Linked DNA regions of Sus scrofa: region 1 is linked to region 2. Evidence: chromatin contacts called from public Hi-C data. All regions are on one chromosome and are shown on one strand. The core of a region is the stretch at or near the end of the contact, and the rest is flanking DNA. Distances in the headings are between cores, read along the strand shown. Region 1 overlaps EXT2 (exostosin-2). Region 2 has its middle 3.6 kb from the start of ALX4.

The links. A called contact is a pair of places that touch in the nucleus more often than the background predicts.
Region 1: a contact with region 2 is called in a Hi-C map of liver, with 2.2 times the contacts expected there. The contact joins two enhancer-like sites. A contact is called at or near these places in 13 of 47 Hi-C or Micro-C datasets (alveolar macrophages, brain, embryonic fibroblasts and 7 more) and 1 of 2 datasets of contacts at active chromatin or transcription factors (skeletal muscle).

Annotation. Positions count from the first base shown.
Region 1 is chr2:18,208,793-18,215,009 of Sscrofa11.1, reverse strand. EXT2 (exostosin-2) reads left to right here. Exons shown (of 18, transcript XM_021083158.1): 7 at 1-189; 8 at 2,257-2,396; 9 at 5,517-5,610. Among named protein-coding and RNA genes, the nearest start is that of EXT2, 27 kb to the left of the region's middle. Within about 2 kb of position 2,604, at least 2 of the 83 cell types and tissues checked have an H3K27ac peak or open chromatin away from gene starts, as enhancers often do. A contact at or near this core is called in fetal liver and liver, where this site is marked.
Region 2 is chr2:18,063,532-18,070,700 of Sscrofa11.1, reverse strand. No RefSeq gene overlaps it. Among named protein-coding and RNA genes, the nearest start is that of ALX4, 3.6 kb to the left of the region's middle. Within about 2 kb of position 5,395, at least 8 of the 83 cell types and tissues checked have an H3K27ac peak or open chromatin away from gene starts, as enhancers often do. A contact at or near this core is called in fetal liver and liver, where this site is marked.

The DNA.
Region 1 (6,217 bases), core at 1,355-3,854, 150 kb before region 2:
CGGTTCTTCCTCCTGTCGTCCCAGGTGGCTCTCCACCCTGAGTACAGAGAGGAGCTGGACGCCCTCCAGGCCCGACACGGAGAGGCAGTGTTAGTCCTGGACAAGTGCACCAATCTCTCCGAGGGCGTCCCCGCCGCCCGGAAGCGCTGCCACAAGCACCAGGTCTTCGATTACCCGCAGGTGCTGCAGGTGAGGGCCGCGCACCCCCTCTCCCGGGCTCAGCAGAGGCCACGTCCATGGTAAAACTGACCCCAACAAATAGGAGTTGTTGCATCCAGCAGATCTCCCCAAGGGGGAGTGAAACCGAGGACTGCTCCTGGCTGGAGCCGTGGGCCTCCAGGTGCTTCCACGTCTGTGTACAGTTTGCGCGTGTCCCCACTCCTTGCAAATCTCCATCTTACTTCAGAACCGCAAATCCAGTAGATTTACAAAGAAACCACGCAGATGGAGCAGGCACCTGTATTTTCCTTTTGTTCCTGTGTTCATCATCCAACCCAAAGAAGTCTCCTTTTTTAAGGTGCAGCTTGTATCCTCTGACTGTGCCAACCCACACGGCCACCATCAGCTTTTCTGGGAGTGGAAGATTTTTGTTTGTTGTTACCAATTTGTCTTCCAGTGTTTTTGCTGCACTCAGTGTGTCCTGCTAGTGTTGTGGGGATGGCAGGACTTCATGACCACGGGCAGAGCTGTCCTTTTGGGGATGTTTTATAAGCAAGATATCTGACACTCCAAGGGCCTGGGGGCCAGGAAAGGAGAAATTGAGTTTTGTCCTCTCACGTATTTCAAATACAGACAGGTAAGTTCAAGGAGAAATATCAAGAAGCTGGTGTGAGGTTTTTGTTTTGTTTTTTGTTTTTGTTTTTTTTTAAATCTCCAAAGAGAATTGGCCCATGCTGAGATTGTTAAAATACTTTCAAAAAGTGCTGCGTCTCCTCTGGAATGTCTGACTGATAACAGTGGTGATGGGAGCAGGAGTATTTATAGTAACCTTTGTCTAGACAGGAAAAATGGTTATCAGCACGTGTGTCCACATCTGGACGCCGCCTCCCGGGCTGGCTGAGCTGTCCACCTGCGCTTCCAGGCGCCGTGACGGATGCCCTTTGTCCACTCTTGCTGCTTTTTCATTTATCCCCCGAGGAATTTGCCATTCTGAGTTTCTTTGTATTTTTTCCCTGAGCTTGCCTTATCTCTAGCTTTAAAAATTAAACAGCATTTTAAAAAATTTTTTTAATTTATTCTTTTTTTCTCCTGAAGAGGTAAAAACTAGGAGAGACTGAGTGTTAGAGATAGGTCTTTTCTTATTTGGGTTGACGTAACAGCAACTGTTTTTCCTCCTGTACAGCTCTTTTCCCGAACATCCCCCACATCCGATGGGTTTGAGGGAGTGAATGGGGAAGAAACTTTTTGAGATTTTGCTTTTTGTTCAATTAATAGTTTCCAAGTACAGCATATCTGGAGTTCCTCTTGGTGGCTCAGCAGGTTAAGAACTCAGCTGATATCCATGAGGATGTGGGTTCAATCCCTCACCTCGCTCAGTGAGGTAAAGGATCTGGTGTTGCTGCAAGCTGTGGCATAGGTCACAGATGTGGCTCGGATCGGCTGTGGCTGTGGCTATGGTGTACTTAGGCTGGCAGCTTTGGCTCCGATTCGACCCCTAGCCTAGGAACCTCCATATGCCGTGGGTGTGGCCCTAAAAAGCAAAAAAAAAAAAAAAAAAAAAAAAAGGTAGAAGAAGCTGTCTGTCTTCATGTGTTTTCAAAGGCATTGCATTCATGAGATGAATGTCTTCTCTATGCAGAGCACACCGGGGAGTGGAAAGGTGAGATTTGATACTTTCTGGTTAGGGGGTCCTCTAGAGAGCCCGGGATGCCCAGACCGAATAATTAATTCTGTTCACAGGTAGGTGGGGGTCAGTACGCTAAGCACTGGGCAGCCACTGTGCCGTGGGGTTCCACGAATCCAGGCCGTGGGAAGTCACACTGTTGAGTGTCCAGAGGAAGAGCTGCACGTGGGTTGTGAACATTTGCAGAATGTCAGCAGTGGAGGCTTTGCCGTGACCCCGAAGAGTAAAAAAAAATCCAGAACACTGCAACCTCTTAAGCTTTTCAGTCTTATGGTGTGAGCTATTATCTTTTTAGCATTTTCGGTATGACTCGGCTTCAGCCCCTGGGAGAATGTCTGTGGTCTGCAGGGATCAGACTAAGTGGATCAGCGAAAGTGGTTTCTAATCCCCTCCCTCTGCCTGTGTTCCTGCAGGAGGCTACTTTCTGTGTGGTCCTTCGCGGAGCTCGCCTGGGCCAGGCGGTCCTGAGTGATGTGCTTCGGGCTGGCTGCGTCCCCGTGGTCATTGCGGACTCCTATGTTTTGCCTTTCTCCGAAGTTCTTGACTGGAAGAGGTGGGTGTTCCCTTCTGATCAGCTTTACACCAGGGGTTCCACACGTGTTAGGTTTTAAAAGTCCCCCAAACACCTGTAATGCATACCTGGGTTTGAGAACGACTCCTTGAGACTGGTTTTGCTGTGTTTTCCATCAGAAGAGTTCAGTCCATTGGCCTGGAGCAGAGGTTGGCCAACAGAGACCTTTGGCCAAATTCGACAGGCTGCCAGTGTTGGAAAATAAAGCTGTACTCAGTCACGGCACCCTATTCGTTTATACGTGCTCTTCGGCTGGTTTTGTGCTGCAGTGGCAGAGTTGAGTTGAGTACTGAGGTTTAAATGACAGAGAGTTCACGGTCCGCACAAGCTGAACTACTTACTCTCTGGCCCTTTACAGGAAATATTCACCTGGGGCCCAGAGCAGCAGTTCACAGCTGTGCCTCACCTGGAGAACTTTTAAAAACATGCCTGGGCCTTGTCCTTGGGAATTTATATATTTATTTATTTATTTTTGCTTTTTAGGGCCGCACTTGTGGCATATGGAGGTTCCCAGGCTAGGGGTCTAATCGGAGCTATGGCTGCCGGCCTACACCACAGCCACAGCAATGCCAGATCCGAGCTGCATCTGCATCCTACACCACAGCTCACGGCAACGCTGGATCCTTATCCCACTGAGCGAGGCCAGGGATTGAACCTGCAGCCTCATGGTTTTTAGTCGGATCCGTTTCCACTGTGCCACAGCGAGAACTCCGGGAATTTATTTGGCCATGCCTGCAGCATGTAGAAGTTCCTGAGCCAGGGATTGAACCCATGCCACAGCAGCGACCCAAGCCACTGCAGTGACAGTGCCAGATCCTTAAGCTGCTGAGCCACAAGGGAACTCCAGGAATTTTAAAGCTTCCGAGGCAATTCTGATTTGTAGCCACAGTTGAGAGCCACTGTTTGTTGAATTTGCATAAAGTGCTGGCTGGAGGTGGCGTGCCTGCACACGGGCGAGGCCTGGGAGCACTGATGTGTCCAGACGGAGACCAGTGGGCTCTGCCCGGCTCTGGCTGTCAGTGCCCAACTCCATGGAACAGTCTGCTTGTCTCATGCTGTTTCATTTCCCCAGGATTTAGGAGCTTAAACATTTTTGAAAATGGGTTCCTTTTGTATATACTTCTCAGGCTTTGCCCCCAATTTTTAATGGCTTCTCCTCTCCCACTTTTTCTGATATCATGTCCAAGTCTGGTCACCCCAGGTATTTGAACACTTTCTGTGGCATTCCTCCATGGGTACATTCATTCTTCTCACGCTTATGGGAAAGTCCACTGCGAGTAATGCAGGCTCTGCTCCTAAGGAGGCTAGAATCTAGTGGGGAAGACAAACCAGCAGTTCTCATCCTGTGGGATAAATGCTGCGACAGATGCCGCAGGGGGCGAGAGAAGCCCAGGACAGGGAGGGAGCGCACTTGAGCCTGGGAGAGGAGGGTGTGAGTCTCTGTCCTCGGGGGTGATGAGCCACTTTCGGTCCCTGACTCCCGGGAAAACCTGTATCGAGCGCCCTTTCCTTGTAGGTACTGAGTTGGGGACGGGGCTACCCAGATAATCAAGGTCCAGCCTGGCCTCGGAGAAGCCCCCGGTCTAGTGGTAGGAGAGGCAAGTAAGGCAGCGATTACCAGATGCAGTGCTGAGCTGCAGCCCTGCTGGCCAGGAAGCCAGGAGCAGGAGGAAGACACACTCCCCCTTTCAGGCCTAAGGGTGGGGAGACTTCTCAGAGGCAGTCCCCCTCAGCTGAGTCTGAAAAGCTGCTTGTTCCTACGAGGCCCTGGGTCTGCTTGGCGGGTTATAATTATGGGTCAGTGGTGGAAGGGCTCTGGATTCGAAGCCAGGGGACTGGGGTTCAGATAACCAGCCGTGTTGCTGGTTAACTTCATGATCTTGGCAAATCATTTAATCTTTTTTTGAGCCTCTGTTTTCTCCAAATATGTGTAGAAATCATCTACTTATTTGTTTATTGAACAAGTATCTGTTAAGTGCTGTGTGTGAGAGGCAGTGTGCAGGGGCTCAGGTATGCTGGTGAGTGGAACCCGGCGTGGGTCCATCCAAAAGGACCTGGCTGGCGGGCAGAGGGGGTTTGGAGTTTAGTAAATTCACTTACACAAATACAATGACAAACTGCTAAATCCACGAAGGCAAAGTCGCCACCGAGGCCCCTCTCCCTTACCCACCGTCTCTAATGGGGTCGCAGGTCCTGCCAGTCCTCTCCCCCCGTCCCTTCACCGGCCCTTGCAGCGCCTCGGGCTCCTGCTTTTCTGTGGTTTTCTGTAGTTCTGACCCTCGAGGCAGAACGGTCCTGCTGGAACATAACCAGATCAAGCCACGCTTTGCCAAACCCCTTTTGTGACTCTCTAGCTCGGTGAAAGCCCAGGTCCGTAAATGGCCCGAGAGGCCCCAGCTGCTTTGCTGTGCCCCTCCCTCCCCCGCTCCCCCCTTCATTGCCTGGCATCCTCCACCCTCTTTACCGTACTCCAGCCACACCGGCCTCCTTGCTGTTGCTGGAACATTCTGATTTCTGTTCCTCGGGGCCTTTCGCTTGTTGGCCCTTATGCCCGGAATGCTCTTCCCTCGGGTATTCTCCGTGGCTCTGTGACCCCCTGGCCTTCCTTGTCTGATGTGTCCATTGTCATATTGCCAGGACTTGGCACGTAGTAGGGGCTCCATAAGTACATGCTGAATAAGTGAATGGATGGGGCGTATAGCTAAAGGCGAAAAGTCCTTGTTAATTCAGAGCAGGCAGTGAAGAGCGAAGGAGGGACCAGATTGGTGGGATTGCATATGCAGAGACCCTGTGGTCGGGCAGAGTGATGTGTTTGGGAGACCGAAAGGTGCCAGTGTGGCTGCAGCACTGTGGGGAGTAGACGGAGGCTGGGAGATGAATGGAGTGGTGAGTAGGAGGTGAGAGATGGAGCTAGTGGGAACACCTTTGAGCTGGTGGGTTCCGACAGATGGGGAACTAAGAGGGGCTACTCACTGCAAGGACGGGCTGACGGAGGTTTGGGGTGTTGTTGCTTCTGCTTGTGAAAATTAAACAAGACACGTATGTAGCAGAGCTTTGTGGAAGAGGCCATACGTACATCAGCTGTTTTGCTCTTGTCTCTAGAGCATCTGTGGTCGTGCCAGAAGAAAAAATGTCGGATGTGTACAGTATTCTGCAGAGCATCCCACGCAGGCAGATGGAAGAAATGCAGAGACAGGTAAGGGGCCAGGCAGTGCTACTGGGGAGGCAACGTGGGTGCTGTGACTGCTGCATACGGAGCAGGATGACAGCCACTGAACACGGGGGTGGGATCAATTTCCTCCACTGTGTCGACCAACCACACTTAGAGAGGAAGTCAGTGTTAGGGAACTGCATCAGGTGAGGTTGGGGGTAATAACTGTCAGAGATTTAGAGACACTCCTGAGGTGAGCCTAGGGTGACGTTAGGGTCCCTCTGCAGAGACTGCTCAGGACGCAGGGCCGGCCTCTCGGGAAGGTTGCTTATGCAGCATGTGAGTTCTGTTTGCCAGAGACGCCGTGGAAGCTGGCATGACTCAGGGTGATGCTTCCCAGGTGCTTTGGGCTTGAGAGTGTCAAGAACAGTACCCCCCCCCCTTCCCCCCACCCCAACACAGGTCTCCCTCCACCTTCTGCCACCTCTTCCCCTGGGCTGCTCGCCACTGTGTAATGCCCCCTCCAGGTGTCCCGTTGAGCCCTGTCCCCTTTCTCTCTCCTGAAAGAAGTCTGGTTGGGCTCAAATGTGAAAAAGTTAAAAGATTTAAAAAGACTATCCCAGTGCTGGTACTGTGCATGTTGTTTCTTTTT
Region 2 (7,169 bases), core at 4,146-6,645:
CGTCTCTAGGATCTTGTGGGATTAAAAAGGCTGACATGTGGGCCGCACAGGCTTCTGTCCATACAGCTAGGAACTCCCACTTTTGGTCTGGACTTGTGAGCAGCAGAAGATTCCGACCCTGGAGAAGCCCTCCACATGGGCAGGCCCTCCCCGGGGCACCCAAGAGCAGGAGTGAGCGCGGGTGTGGTGGGAGGGGTGTTGGGCTGGTGTCTGGAGACAGGGGTGTGGGTCCCTCTCTGAGCCAAATTCCATTGACTGTGACGCTTGTAGAGCGAAATAACACCCGTGTTAATAAGACGTGTGCGGAGCAGGTGACAAGACCTTTCACTCGTGAAAGCTCTGACCATGACAACCATTTGTGGCTGGTGTGAGCACCAACCCCTCTGACCCTCGGTCTCTTCTTCTGGGAAAAGAGATCTGAGCAGTGGACATTAAGTGTCAAGACCATGCCTCTAGCCCAGGCCTCCTGACGCTGCCTGGGTTCTGGGGCTGGAGCTTCAGGTTCACTCTCATCCCTGGCTTTCTGTGTAGACTGGGGACTCTCTTTGTGCTGGGGAAGCCGACAAGGCCATTTTGCCTCTGTCCTCCTCACCTCCCACCAAGGCACTGCAGAAAAGCGGGCAGAGGTGAATGCCCAGAGTGGGCCTGGAAGCGGCTTTGGGCGGCCATCCCCGGGGGCCACCGGCAGCGTCGATGCCAGCGGGGTGGGGGGCCAGCCCTCAGGCATCATGTATGACAGCCATGTGAGCCCAGGCGCACGCAGACTACCACGGCTTCGGTGACAGCATTCTGCAAACTGCAGCTGGCAGCCGAGCCAAGAGCTTTCAGCAAAGATATTTATCTTCCTGGCAGACAAATAAGTTTTATGTTTTGAGTTTTTTTTTTTTTTTTTTTTTTTTTTTTTAAGAGAAGAAATCCCACCCAGCCTCACCAAAAATAAACATCTCTGTTATGCAACTTCCTGGAGGCCAGACGAGGGGGGCAGCCCCTGCCCCTTCTGCCCAAGCAGTGCCCCCCAAGCCCCATGCCATGACCTCACGGAACCTCACAGTATCCTCTGGCATTCAGCCTGGGATCAGGACTACCCCACACAGCAACAGGGGCTGTGCCGTGCAGAGGAAACGCTGTGTTATAAGAAGCAAAGGTCAGAGTTCCTGTTGTGGTGCAGCGGAAATGAATCTGACTAGTATCCATGAGGATGCAGGTTCGATCCCTGGCCTCGATCAGGGGGTTAAGGATCCGGTGTTGCCATAAGCTGTGGTGTAGGTCGCAGACACGGCTTGGAGCCCGTGTAGCTGTGACTGTGGTGTAGGCCAGTGGCTACAACTCCGGTTGGACCCCTAGCCTGGGAACCTCCATATGCCACAGGTGAGGCCCTAAAAAGAAAAAAAAAAAAAAAAAAGTGAGAGTTGGTAGGGACCAAACGCCTCATGTTAATTCCAGGGACACTGAGGACTTAGAATGCCGGAAATGTGCCCTAATTAGTCCTTGGTCGGTCCTCTACTCCGAGGATCCTGGGGGCAGAGGACCAGGCTGCAAGGAGGAAGCCCCTCAACCCTGAGCTGGTTCTAGGCTCAGCCCAGGAGAGGCGGCAGAATGCCCAGCTTTCCAAGCAGGAAGTAAGCCTCCATTCCCCCCCTCCAATCGCCCCCCAACGAGACAGAACGAAGGGGCAGGCGTGGGATGACAGCATATCGTGTGCAAAGATCACAAGACCAAGGGTTGCGAGATCTGGTCCCAGCTCTCCCACAGTCTGCCTGTGACTTGGGACGATGCCTTTTAAGTCTCAGAGCCTCATCGGCAAATGGGAGCAGGCACGCCCCGTCTGGAGCCCACCCCGTCTGGAGTGGGAGCGCAAGCGGGGACCATGTTACAGTTTCGGCCTCCTGCCTTAAGCACCAGTGGGACCTTCCCCTTAGGCTCTGGAGTTGGGGCGGGGGCGGGGCGCATGTCCGTACAGGCAAACACCTGCTAACTGGAAAGGCTTAGAGATGGAAGGGAGTCTGGCAAACCGAGGTTCTCTGGTTCCCAGAGAGGGAATTACCCTTCTAAATCTCAGTGTTGATTACTGGTCATCTGGCTTTACATTCCGAGGCTGGGCCCCTCACTGAGACAGCAAAGGAAAATTTCCCCAGGGTTCTGTGACTTAGCCAGCTGCCCAGAATGACAAGCCAAGGAGGGCCCTCTCAGGTAATGAGTCCCAACATCCCAGCCTCGGGGGCATTTATCTCCACCTGCTGTCACCCTACAGCATCTCCACCAAGTGCTGTCATCCAGGCTTTGGTGACAGAGAGCTCCCAGCCGGCAGACCAGCTGGACTGTTGGCCCTCAGGCCCCGTCCGTGTCTGTCTCCTGTTGTTGTGGCTCATTGGTCCTGGTTCTAAACCTCCAGGGGCCTCCCCCAGACACCACTGTGGACACGTACGTGGAGGCAGCCGCCACACCTTGAGCCTTCCATCCTCCTGAATCAATAGCTGCAGTGCTCGCGGCTGTTCCGCAGGTGACGCCGAGTTTAACCAGCCTGTTGGAGACAGGTGGGCGCCAGGGATGGGATGGGTGACGGTGCTGGGCTCCAGGCAGAGCCCGCAGATCGCTCGCCATCTGGGTGATCCAGAGGCGCTGAGGGAAGACGCAGCACGGCAGTTCGAGTCCCGGGGCCCATCAGGATCCGGCTCGCTCTGTAATGCCCTCCTCAAGACAGCCGCGGAAAACAGAGTCTGAGACTCAGGCTGAATTACTCCTGACCAAGCGCAACCACTCACCTCCTTGGTTTCTGTCTGACCACCTGCCTGGAATGTCCCTTTTTCCAGCTGGACCTCCAAGGCCCTGTCAGTGCCAGCTCCTCCAGGAAGCCCTCCCAGCCCAGGACAGTCTTACAGATTGTCCTCCATCTAATTACCACCAGTGTTTCCTGACTCATGTATAATCACACCCTGAATGTCCAGTTCCTCCTAGAGAATCAGGTTGGGACATCACGTCCTTTGTCCCTTTGTAGCCCCGGGCTTAACCCAGGATGAGGCAGGCTGCCGACAGGCAGGCATAAGTCCCTGAGGAATAAAGGAAAAATTTCTAACAAACATCCTGAGCTCTGACCCTGCCCAGCTCTCTTTGTGCACCTACTGTGTGCCAGGAGCAACAGTCTACATACAGAGATGTTTGTTGAATGAATGCAGTGAGGAGAAAGGTGGCTCAGATACATGAACAAGAGGCCTGCAGGGACCAGTGCCTCCATTCAAGGCTGACAGCTGAGATGAAAGGAGATGAGATGGGGCAAGAAGAAGGGAGAGGAGAAAGAGCAGGCAGCCACCGAAGGATGTCCCCACACAGCGAGCAAGAGGGAAACAGGGGAGTTCCCGTCGTGGCTCAGCAGTAGTGAGCTTGGGGGGAGTGTCCATGAGGATGTGGGTTTGATCCCTGGCCTTGCTCAGTGGGTTAAGGATCCAGTGCTGTCGTGAGCTGTGGTGTAGGTCGCAGATGCGGCTCAGATCTGGCATTGCTGTGGCTGTGGCGTAGGCCTGCAGCTGCAGCTCCAATTCACCCCCTAGCCTGAGAACCTCCATATGCTGCAGGTGCAGCCCTAAAACAAACAAACAAATAACAACGACAACAACAAAAACAATGAGGGAAATGGGGCGGGTCGGAGGCAGGAGGAGGAGCACAGAGATGGGCTTCAGAGAGCGGGCTCTGGAAGTGAAGGGTCCGGGAAACCCAGCCCAGCATCTGTAGGAACCAGCTCCGCACCCACCACGCTGCAGTGTGGGGGGAGGCAAAAGGCCCCTGGAAGCTCCCAGCTTGCCCTCCCACTGGGCTCGTCTTCTGGAGGCCCAAAGGCATCCAGCGAAGGCACAAAGCTGAGTGGAGACAGAGCCTCCTCGGGTACAGGCCACCTGCCTGGCCAGCTGGCTCCCCCACCATCCTCCCTGGGGCAGCCCCCCACGTGGCCTCTGGCCAGTGCTATGCTGATGCCCTGTCCCAGAGCGGGGAGGGATCCCTGGGCAGGATTTGTCCCAGGCTGTGGGGCCCACGACAATGCCATCACAAACTGCAACTTCCCATGGAATGTCTGGATCTGGAAATAAGTCCCAGTCTGCCCAGAAGAATCAAGAAATGTGCATAAAACATCAAGAGTCTTCAGCACCTGCCCCACAGGAGGGACACACGCGGTGGTGGCCACGATGGTGCTGCACACCCTTCAAACAACCCCAGGCAAAGACTCCCATGGACCACTTCTGATGAAGTGGGAAGCACTTGGCTGAAGGTTGTATTCGCCATCAGAAGCCAGAGCAGGCTCCTGGGTCTCCGCCCGAACTCCCCTGGGGACAAGGCCTGGCCTATTCTAGGAACCCTGGCTGTTGGATTTGGTTGGATTTCGAGAAATGCAAGACATGGAACCTTTCTTCACTCCCTTAACCTCTATTCCTTCATCCTGGTTCAACCCTATGGTTTGGCTCTAATCTAGTCTAACCTTATTTTGGACAGGAACGGCCTTGAAAATTTTCCAAAGGTGACTGTAACTTTTTTTTTTTTTTGGTCTTTTTAGGGCCATACCCGTGGCATATGGAGGTTCCCAGGCTAGGGCTTGAATCGGTGTAGCCACTAGCCTACACCACAGCCACAGCAATGCCAGATCCAAGCCGCATCTGCGACCTACAACTGGCTGAGCGAGGCCAGGGATCGAACCTATGTCCCCATGGATTGGTTTCCACTGCGCCATGAAGGAAACTCCTGTAATTTTTTTTATGACTGTGATTTCAAGAGAATTTTTTTTTTTATAGCTGTGATTTAAAGAGAAGGAACCTCTGAAGCCGTTTGGGGAGAGGGTGCCGGAGGCTTCTGTGCGCGTATCCCTTCCGTGTGCTTGGATGTGCACCCTACAGCACGGGGCACAAGCCTGAGGTTGGGAACGGGTGTGGGGAACACACGCGCAGTCGCCTGCGGATAGGGCTGGCACGTGGGCAGGCTTGTGTGGTGAAGCTCGGGCACACACGTGGGACGTGTGTGAGTGAGCATGACCCGTGCAGATCCACGAGGGGGGGTATGGACATGGAGAGTGTGTGTGTGTGTGTGTGTGTGTGTGTGTGTGTGTGTGCGCGGTTGTGCACACGCTCTTGCACATGGTGTGTGTGTCCAAGGGGTCTGAGTAATGTTATCCTCCACGGTTTTGATTACATCTATTTTCCTCCAAACATCTGCTTTGTGGGGGACATGCCGCTCGCTCTGTTCCCGGGTGAGCCGGCCTCACGCGCCCCGTGGCAGAGCGCACAGCGCCGATGTAATCTCCTTAAACAAAACAGGCCAGCGTGACGCCCTTTCATGCTATTTAAAGGGCACTGACGAAACCCACTGCTGTCCAAACAGTTGTGCGGGGGTGGGGGCAGAGGTGAAAGGTGAGCCATTGATCACGTCCCCCGCCCACCTCATCTGCCACTGGACTCTGCCCAGGGTTCAGCCTGGATGTCCCTAGTTTAGCTCCAGGCTCATTAAATAACCTCGGAACGGCAGCAGCGGAGTTCCCATTGTGGCGCAGTAGTGATGAGTGACATGACTGGGTGACATTTCAGCAAACACGCACAGAGCGTATCTGCATGTACCTCTAGAGACGGGGAGGGTCCCTGCTCTGGTACAGCGATTCGCAGGGGAGAGGAGGCACGGGGGCTCGGGCCAGCGGCCCTCAGGGCGATGTGGGCACTCCTGTCCACCAACATGCACCCACCCAAGCCCTACATGTGCTTCCCAGAACAAGGGAAGTCCCCGAGAACCTGTCAGGGGCACAGAAGGCTAAGGAGCCACGAGGACTAAATGTGACGTGGCATCCTGGACGGGGACCTGGAACAGCGGGGACATCAGGGAAAAACGAGTGAATCCAAATACAGTGTGGAGCTCAGTCAGCAGCAATGTTAACACTACAAAAAGAGGAAGTCATGGCGCAGTAGAAACGAACCCGACTAGGAGCCATGAGGTTGCGGGTTCGATCCCTGGCCTCGCTCTGTGGGTTAAGGATCTGGCGTTGCGGTGAGCTGTGGTGTAGGTCACAGACACGGCTCAGATCCTGTGTTGCTGTGGCTGTGGCGTAGGCTGGCAGCTGCAGCTCTGATTGGACCCCTAGCCTGGGAACCTCCATATGCCTCAGGTGCGGCCCTAAAAGGACAAAAAGACAAAAAGAAAAAACAAACCTACAAAAAGAGTAGTAAAATATGAAAATGGACATTCGACCCAAGAAGACATACATGCAAATAACCATGATAACATGCTCAATGTATTATCCATTATGCGTCATCCACTCTGGATGTTCAAATGAAAACCCCCATGAGGAGATGGGAGCAGCAGCGGCACTGCAGCACTGGGACACAGGTTCGATACCCAGCCTGGCACGGTGGGTTAAGGATCCAGCATTGCTGCAGAGGCACATAGGTTGCAACTGTGGCTCGGATCTGATCCCTGGCCTGGGAAGTCCATGTGCTGTGGGGCAGCCCAAAAAGAAAAAAAATAAAAGGTCAGCCCTAATAAAGTTCAGTTGTGTCAGTAGAGTCTATATTTGAAAAAAAAAAAAAAAAAAAAACCATGAGATATTGCTACACACAGACTGCAATGGAAGTAAAAAAAAGCAAGAGATACCAAGCGATGTTATCAAGTGATAGTGAGGATGCAGAGCCCCCGGAATGCTCACACAGCACAGCTGAGCTGCTGGGGAAACAGCGCAGCAGCGTCTTATGTAATTAAACATACAGAAATCCCACTGCTAGGTATTTACCCTAAAGAAACCAAGACGTAGTTTCATTGCAAACTTGGATGCAAATGTTTATAGCAGCTTGTTCATAATTGCCCCGAACTGGAAACAACCCAAATGTCCTTTAACCGGTAAACGAATAAGCAAGCTGGAACAGCCAGGCAATGGGGTGCTCCTCAGAGATAAAGGGAGCAAATGAGTGATCCAGGCAATGGCATGGATGACTCTTAAAGACAGCATCATGGTGTGTAAAAGAAGCCAGTCTCAAAATAAACCTCGTGCATGACTCCACGTATTTATTGTGTGGCATTCTGGGAAAGGCTACAGTCGAGAACAGGTCACTGGTTGTCAGGGGTTGGGCCAGGAGGGTGGGTCTGACTGCAAAGGGCTGGTGTGTGGATCTACCATACCCTGCATCCAAACTGTGATGATGAGTACACGA